3 separate regions of the Mus musculus genome follow, and all the other regions are linked to region 3. The links are chromatin contacts, called in public HiChIP or PLAC-seq maps. All regions are on one chromosome and are shown on one strand. Each heading gives the region's core, a stretch centred on a gene start, on an enhancer-like site or on the middle of the called end of the contact. The rest is flanking DNA. Distances are from core to core; before and after follow the strand shown. Region 1 overlaps Gm35208 (a long non-coding RNA gene). Region 2 has its middle 14 kb from the start of Mycn. Region 3 has its middle 23 kb from the start of Gm35104.

Region 1 (2,700 bases), core at 69-2,568, 210 kb after region 3:
ACACACACACACACGGAAGTGAAATTTCTGGGTCATATGCTTGAACATTGACTCTCAAGTAAAGACTCTCTGTAGTGTGACCTGGGGTAGGGTGATCTGGGGTAGGTGCTCCTTTCTGTATGTCACTGGAAATGAAAACTTGAGTTAGGCATCACTTACAGGACAGGGATGGTATATTGGTATGAGAGATAAAGAAAAGAGTCCGTTGGCTATGCAACAGCTATTCACAAGTTAGAGTGGCTGAAAGATTTGTCCTGTTAAGGTGGCCTCTGAGGATTGCCTCTGGCCTGCGAGAGACCCTGGCATAGCTGCATTCCCTAGTATATAGTGTCCCCCCACCCTCCACTTCCTGCAAGCAGATTGTGTTCCTGGAAAGTTATGGTGAGTACTATTTTAGAGCTCATTATTCAAGGAACCCTGGGGTGGTTCCTTCTGGAAAAGCAAGGCTTTGTTGGTGGAGGAAATAGCAAGTTCTAAATGACTTGCCATAAATCTGAGCCTTGGTATACAAGCTCTGGCCTAGTGTGGGATGTCACGGTTGATAGGCTCCTCTCACTCTGCCCGTCCCTGTCACCTGGTGTTTATCCAGGTGTCACCAGGTACAAAACGGATCCTTTCCTTCAGAAGAGAAGCAGTGAGTTTTGTTGCAGCACATGGGCTTGGAAGACTTCCGATCCTGCCTTCCTGGTCATTCTCTGCTGTTATCTGAGTAACACTGACCAAGTGACTTATCCTCTTTGGGCCCTCACTTCCTCATCTGAAAAACATAGATGGCGTGCGGGAAGGATTGGGTAAGCTGACGCTGTTTAGCCCATGACAGAGAGACAATTAGCCTGCTCACATGAGGAGGCCTGGGAAGAATATACTCAGGAAACCTGGGATTTCTTGTTTCAGAATGGTTTTGATGAGGCTTTCAGACCAGCAAACATTGTTTTTTTTTCTTTTGAGCAGCAATGCCAGGATGAAAGATCTTTCCTATGGGTGGACAGCTTTCTGCAGGCCTCCCTAGTGTAAGTAAGGCTCCTGGCTGATTTGTCTGCCTTTCAAACCAAGCCTTTGTTTCACTGTCCTTACTGTGCGCTCTTGTCCTTTTGATCACTTGTTCTTTATAACAAAACAGGTGCCAAGTTCTACCAACAAGCAAGAGCCAAGACCACGGAAACTGTGACCAGCATAATACAAATTGTGTTTTCTGAGCACTGGATTAAAAAAGAACCTCTAAGATAAAAACTGGAAGTAGTTTTCTCAAGAGGGGACTGCTGCTGCCCCATGGAGTCAGGACAAAGCCCTGCCGTCTGTTTGGTGCATTGTGGAATCTCACATTGCTCACATTCCGCCAACCCTCGAGATAGGCAGCACTATGACCATTGTCCTCATTTAGGACCTGCAAAAACTGAGTTCCAATCAGTAAAGCCAGTTGCCCCAGGAAACGAGCTGATGGGTGGATGAGGCAGTATCTCCTCTGGCCACAGCAGGCCAGCAATCCTGAGCCACTCTGTAGGCCTGCAATGGAGGGAGGCTCTTATACTCTAACCATCAGTGTTAACAAACTGAGAGACCCTTTTATGGTCCCAGGCTTATAGCTGGTGTGTGTGTGTGTGTGTGTGTGTGTAGCCATGCAGATGGTTAGCTCATTAATAAATAATAGCCACCATTCTTGACATTTCCAGGGTCAGTTGTGCAACAACTGAAGATGGAATTCCTCAGTGCAGGAAATAGCCTGCACAACAAAGCACTCTTATCTCAGGGGAGGCAGCTGAGATTTCTTGGGCTCCTGCGCCTTCTCTGGCTTGGTTAGTTTTACCCTCAGGGACCCGTCCTCAGACAGGCGCCAGAGCCTCTAAGAGGGTAGGGCTCACAGACCAGCTGAACCCCAGCCTCGCCTGTACTCAACATTCCCAAACATCTGTGGAATGAAGGATGAACCAATTCTTGGCCTTGCCATTCCCATCTGTGAATCAGGACAATAATGGTGTGTGAATGTGTGCACTGTGACAACTGAAGGAGAGATCAGCCCAGCTGTCTAGGCACTTGGAACCAGCTATTAGGTGGTGTGGTGATGGCTTTGCCCATTGGCTAGCTGGGGAGAGGGAAGAGGGGTCTTTAGGTGTTAACCAAGAAGGCTTCAGTGAGCCCAAGATGATGCACTGAGGAAATTTTGTGCACTACCATCTACAGCAGGGGCTATAAAACTCCAGGTGGCAGGAGTCTTGGGGCAAAGTAGATTAGAAAGAGGTTCTGTCACACCTTTCTAAGCTGCCTCATGCTCACCTAGGCTCCTGGGAAGCTTGGTTCTGCTCTCTCAGGAATGAGGATGTGATGCCCCAGGACCTCCCGGGACTTTGTTTCTGTGATTCACAATCGGGAAAAATGAGTCTTTTCCGCCGTGGCCAGGATGACCTCCACGTCCAGTCTTTTTGGCAAGTATCTTTGCATGCACTGCAGCATGTGCTCATGTGTGTGTGTGTGTGTGTGTGTTTCTACCATGCTTCCAATCCTATTTCTCTGAGTGTCTGACTGTGGGGTTCATCTCCATGAACCACTATAGTGGGACTCCACCTGCCTGCTAGTTGATCAGGTCTCCCTTGTGGCCTGCCCTTTAGCCTGCCTGTCAGAAAGCTCTTCTGGTCTCTGGCTGAGGTCAGGGGCTGTCACGTGGCAGGGAGAAGAGTGGAGTGCTAACAACTGCCTGACAGCTGG
Region 2 (2,700 bases), core at 77-2,576, 140 kb after region 3:
TGAATCAGCTCCTGACTTTATGTTCCTGCCCTGTTTGAGTTCCTGTCCTGACTTCTTTGAATGATGGAAGCATAAGCTAAATAAACCATTTCCTCCCCAGGTTGCCTTGGTCATGGTGTTTCATCACAGCAATGGTGACCCTGACTACAACACCAAGAGATAGGCAGAGAGACAGACATCAGTAGCACCAAAGTCCTTGTTTCCATTCCTCACCACGCCCCCCAGCCCCCCCCCCACCCCCCTGCCCCTACCTACCAATGTCATTACCAAGCTCACACCTGTATGTCCTCTGGCAAAGTGAAAAGAGAAAAGGCTGGAGTTTGACAATCTCTGTGAAGCCCCTTTCAGGGGAAGTGTAAAGTGGCTCAGGAGAGATTAGGAAGTCTGGCTTTTTATAAAATTGGTGAACGAGGGCTGGAGAGATGGCTCAGTGGTTAAGAGCACTGACTGCTCTTCCAGAGGACCTGAGTTCAATTCCCAGCAACCACATGGTGGCTCAAAACCATCTATAATGGGATCTGATGCCCTCTTCTGGTGTGTCTGAAGATAGCTACAGTGTACTCATATATATAAAAAAAAATCTTTAAGCAAGGCAGTGGTGGCACACGCCTTTAATCCCAGCACTCGGGAGGCAGAGGCAAGCGGATTTCTGAGTTCCAGGACAGCCAGGGCTACACAGAGAAACCCTGTCTTACAACAACAACAACAACAACAACAACAACAACAACAACAAAACCAACTTTAAAAAAAAATGGTGAACTAGAACATGATTTCTCTTACTAATTTCTGTGCCTTTTTAATGAGCAAATGGGGAAGCCGGAAAATGTTGGGGGGCACCGCACCTGTGGTGAGTCTCAACACCCCACCACCACCATGCCAAGCAAGTTTGTGGGTTGACTCCAGGGTCCTCTTCCTTCCCCTTAGGAGAGTCATCTCCATATTAAAAGACTCCAAAACAAACTCTCAGTCCCAAACTCCAGGCCCTTTGTCCTGACTGTAATAAGATGCAGAGCATTAACATGATAGAACCATTCCCTTCAGGAGGCCATGGACTGCTCTGTCTTTTTCCCCCATGTGCACCAGCCCCTGGAATAAGGATTCTCCCATTTACAAGCAGTTGCTAACCAAGTTAACCGCAGGTTTGTCCCCAAGTTAAATCCATGTGAATACCCATGCTAAAGGCTCCTGGAAGGTCTACTTTCTTCCATCCTCTTCTTTTTGTGAAGGGATCCATCTTCAAGTTCTGAGGAATGCAGCCCCTCCACCCACAACTGGCTTATGCCCAGGTGGTCTCATCCTGAGACCGTGGAAAGCCACCACAGGAAGCCCCAGGAAGATTCCTGGGAGATGGTATAATCCTAGAGCATCAAGGTCCTGACCCACATCCAGGTACCTGAATCTGCAGCTTTTCTTACTAAGTAGGGCTCAATTTTCCCTAGGAACTGGGGGAGCATTTTATTTTACGTGTTTCCCTCACCTCCTTTCAGCTTGCTTTGTGCTCTTTCATCGGACAACCGTTTCTTTTGGCAGCGTACAAAGACTGAAAGAAGGAGGAGACTAGAGGAAGCTAGAGGATGCTAGCAGAAGGCTGAGTGTGCCTCCATAAGCCTCTCATTCCAAAACATGGAGGCAAAGACATGTGTGTCTCTTTGAGCTAGCCAGGGCTGCTGAGTAAAAACCCTGTCCAAAGAAGGAGGGTGGAGGGAGGCGGGCAGAACATGAGCAATAAAATAGAAGGTGGTGGCTCATGCCTGTAATTCCAGCCCTTTGGGAAGCTGATGTAGAACAATCGCTGTGAGTTCCAACCAGCCTTGTTTACATAGTACTAAGCTAGTTGGGGCTACATAGCAAGGCCTTGTCAAAAAAAACAAAAAAAAAAAAAAACAAAAAAAAAAAAGAAAAGACAAGAAAAATGAGGGAGAAGGAAGAGGAGGGTAGAGAGAAGGCTGCATCGAGAAGAGGGAGCATAGTTTTATTGTTGCTGTTAAATTGGTCCCTGACATTTATGTGAGACCCACCAGCTTCACATTCAATGTCTCTGAAAAGGAAAATAGATTTCTCTCCTTTTATTACCCTTGGAAGGTTTCCAGATCTCTAATCTATGGGCTATCCAACCCCAAGTCCATGTTCCTCCCAGTCTGGCCTGGCGTGGGCCAATCACTCCTTTCCCTATCATTTGGCTGACCCTCAAAGAAGGCAGAGTTGGTTGACCTGCAGAAGGTGGCTGTACAATTTATGATGCACAATGAAGAAGCAAACACTGTCGGGGGGGGGGGGGGAGGAGTGGCAGGGCAGAGTAGGGGACCTCAATGTTCCCTAGGATCCAGGTCCTTTAGTTTGAAAGCCAAGATGGGTTGGTCAGTCACCCTGGATAATAGAAGGAAAAAGAACACCAGTAAAAGAGATTTGTTTTGTTTTGTTTTGTTTTGTTTTGTTTTTCGAGACAGGGTTTCTCTGTGTAGCCCTGGCTTAAGAGTTCTATTTTATTTTTAAGTGTGTGTGTGTGTGTGTGCACTTGAATGTAGATGCCTATGAAAGCCAGAAGAGGGCGTCAGCCCCCTGGAACTGAAGTTTTAGGCAGTCGTGAGCCATCCCTTGAGTGTGTGTGCTGGGAGCCATACTTGGCTCCTCTACAAGAGCAGTCTGTGCTCTTAACTGTTAAGTCATCCAAGCGCTGTCTGGTGTTTTCTACCTCAGTTA
Region 3 (2,700 bases), core at 174-2,673:
ACACGAGAGGGGCCAAGATTCTGTGTTTCTGCGTCCTTTGGGGTTAATTCCATTGTGCTGTTAATGGAAGAGAGAAAACACCTGCATTTCCCAGAGTCAGGGGCTCCCAACCCCCAAGCTTACCTGGGCCATTTGGCCGTCCTTTGAAGAGTATTACCACATCTGCTTTGTTTGTTTGTTTTGTTTTGTTTTGTTTTGTTGTTTTGTTTTTCAAGACAGGGTTTCTCTGTGTAACTGTCCTGGCTGTCCTGGAACTCACTTTGTAGAACAGGCTGGCCTCTGCTTCCAAAGTGCTGGATTAAAGGCATGAGACACCACCACTCAGCTACTATGCGTGTTTTTAAGGCAAGAATATCTGCCCAGGGTGACTCAGTGTATGATCCTACACACACACGGTAGTTAAGAAGCCAAGCTGACTTCTAGCCTCTCTGCTCTATCCTCCGGCTCCACCTCCCCTCCCTCCACAGGACGCGGCTTCTAAGCCTCTATTGATTTTGCAAATGGTGATTATTAGAACTTCCGGGGAAAATGTTCTCTTTTCAGAAAAGCTTTAGCCAATGACATTTCCACTCGTAAACCTTTTTCCCTGAGGGATCACAGGCCCCTTTCCGCAGCTTGGCAAAGGAAAGAGAACTGGGCAGCCCCTGACCTAGCTCCCGCTGCGGCAAGGCGGCCGCCTCCCAGCTAGCCACAGATTTCGGGGCGGCAGCAGCGCAGCTGTTTCCAGCCAAGGTGAGGACTTCATCCTTAATGCTGTCGTTTACAAGTCAATAAAGCCAGGATGGAACACCATTTCCTCTGCTGGTCCCACCTCTCTGGGCTCTGTTGTTTCATGCTTGTAGTCAGGGTGCCGAGAGCCCGGTCCCTGGGAACTTATTTCGCCCTAATGGCTTTGCTCCCACCATCCACCCACCCCCACCCCCACCCCAAGCCGCCTCGCCATAAAGCAAGCCCTATCCCTTCAGAAGGCAGAGTTCAAAGCTCTGACGCCCCAGGACCCTAAACTGTCAGCCTCTCCCTGCTTTATGGCTCCTGCCAGCAGGGTGTTATCTTTGCAAGGAGATAAAGGCATAGGCTGGAGGTTGGGGCTGAAAATGGAGGCCCCCTGGACTGGGGCTCATCCACCCTGCCCTTCAAGGGCTATTAAATGAGCTGATGGAGAGATGGCCTTTTTCAACCCTACAGTGCTGACAATCCTCCTAGGTGCTGGGTGTTTCCAGATCAGACCTGCCGGGGCCTCACCTCCTCTGAAGGGCAGGGAAGTCCTCTGCACTGCCGGGTGTTCTTAGCAGCGAGGTGAAGCTCCCCCAGGCCTAGGTGATAATGAGGTGAGAGAAGATGCAGGTTTAATGGCACTCGGCCCGCTGGAAGGCAGAGCCAACCCAAGGTCACAGCAGCCCAGCAGCGACAGAGCAAGGTCAGGACCCCGCCCAGTCAACCATCTGTTGCCGAAACAGTGCAGAGCGCCGTGGTATGCTGGAGGTGTGCTAGGTACTGAGGGTTTACGAGGCTGAGACCCGGTGGATATTCTCTGGCAGTGGTAGAGGCCTAACTTTACAAACATGAGGATGTAAGAAAGCTAGCCTGACACAGAGCAAAGTGCCCTCAGTAAGTCTGTGGTGTCATGTCCAACTCCTGCCAGTTGCATTCATAAGATTCAAGCTACAGGCTTTCCACTCCCTCTCTGTAATGAGCAGAGTAAAAAAAATGTCTTTTAGACATGTAGAAATAGTCTGGGTCCCCACTACTCCTAAGGCTGCACCTGATTCCCATAACTCAGCGACATCACTCACTCAGACACAGTCCTAGAACCCACGACACCCACTGGACAGGAAATATGTAAACAGAGACCAAGAGCAATGCTCTGCTCTGTACCTCTGGAGAGGTGCCAGCTTGACCTGCCCTGAGGCTAGTCAATCTCTCCAGGATTGTGGTCCTCGAATCGAATCAGAGACTACTATTAGAGACAGAACCTGACCTTCAGCCAAGATCTGTCACACAGGTGAGCAGGCGTGGAGAGGTAAGCTTAGGACTGTAGTTAGGAATTTAGTGTGAACATTGTGTGATGACCCTCAGCGTAATAAAATATAACTTTTGCTATACTAACTACTGGTATCTACCTTCTTTTTTTTTAAAAGATTTTTATTTATTTATTTATTTTATATATATGATGAGTACACTGTAGCTGTCTTCAGACACACCAGAAGAGGACATCGGATCCCATTACAGATGGTTGTGAGCCATCATGTGGTTGCTGGGATTTGAACTCAGGACCTCTGGAAGAGCACTTGGTGCTCTTAACAGCTGAGCCATCTCTCCAGCCCCTGGTAGCTACCTTCTTGTTGACAACACTATAAAGGCTTGTGCCCAAACCTGAGGTGTCCTACACACAGTTTTCTCTCAAGAAGCTCAGTAGTGTGAAGGTCACCAACTCCTCACCCAGACCATCCAGAAAAGGGCAGCTTCTTGGAACCCTGAAGTAGCCAGAGAAGAGGAAGGCAGAAGGCATAGCAGGAATGACTGCCTTATGTATGCCAGGGTAAAAACTTCCACAAGAACCTGGTACATCTCACAGCCCAACACATAATTAATATGTAACTGATGTGTTTATAAAAAGATAAAGAAAAAAATTGTTCTATGGATGTGTGGTGAGGTATGGGGCAAGGGGATGTCTCAGTGGGCCCATGGCAAGGCATCCCT

The links. HiChIP or PLAC-seq counts read pairs in DNA pulled down with a chosen protein or histone mark.
Region 1: a contact with region 3 is called in an H3K27ac HiChIP or PLAC-seq map of trophoblast stem cells, with 4 times the contacts expected there. The contact joins two enhancer-like sites. A contact is called at or near these places in 22 of 484 Hi-C or Micro-C datasets (embryonic stem cells, extraembryonic ectoderm, stem cell-derived epiblast-like cells and 1 more), 14 of 115 datasets of contacts at active chromatin or transcription factors (differentiating embryonic stem cells, embryonic stem cells, extraembryonic endoderm stem cells and 1 more) and 1 of 9 other capture datasets (embryonic stem cells).
Region 2: a contact with region 3 is called in an H3K27ac HiChIP or PLAC-seq map of embryonic stem cells, with 3 times the contacts expected there. The contact joins two enhancer-like sites. A contact is called at or near these places in 5 of 15 datasets of contacts at CTCF or cohesin (embryonic stem cells, large pre-B cells, pro-B cells and 1 more), 111 of 484 Hi-C or Micro-C datasets (the 63-12 cell line, the AML12 cell line, B cells and 44 more), 31 of 115 datasets of contacts at active chromatin or transcription factors (astrocytes, craniofacial prominence, embryonic basal ganglia and 15 more) and 3 of 9 other capture datasets (adipose tissue, embryonic stem cells and pancreatic islet).

What each region holds. Positions count from the first base shown.
Region 1 is chr12:12,992,708-12,995,407 of GRCm38.p6, forward strand. Gm35208 (a long non-coding RNA gene) reads left to right here. Exons shown (of 4, transcript XR_381277.3): 2 at 590-791; 3 at 952-1,010; 4 at 1,121-1,642. Among named protein-coding and RNA genes, the nearest start is that of Gm35208, 6.7 kb to the left of the region's middle. Within about 2 kb of position 1,319, at least 56 of the 459 cell types and tissues checked have an H3K27ac peak or open chromatin away from gene starts, as enhancers often do. A contact at or near this core is called in extraembryonic ectoderm and trophoblast stem cells, where this site is marked.
Region 2 is chr12:12,926,320-12,929,019 of GRCm38.p6, forward strand. No RefSeq gene overlaps it. Among named protein-coding and RNA genes, the nearest start is that of Mycn, 14 kb to the right of the region's middle. Within about 2 kb of position 1,327, at least 10 of the 459 cell types and tissues checked have an H3K27ac peak or open chromatin away from gene starts, as enhancers often do. A contact at or near this core is called in differentiating embryonic stem cells, embryonic stem cells, epiblast stem cells and 3 more, where this site is marked.
Region 3 is chr12:12,787,353-12,790,052 of GRCm38.p6, forward strand. No RefSeq gene overlaps it. Among named protein-coding and RNA genes, the nearest start is that of Gm35104, 23 kb to the left of the region's middle. Within about 2 kb of position 1,424, at least 66 of the 459 cell types and tissues checked have an H3K27ac peak or open chromatin away from gene starts, as enhancers often do. A contact at or near this core is called in differentiating embryonic stem cells, embryonic stem cells, epiblast stem cells and 5 more, where this site is marked.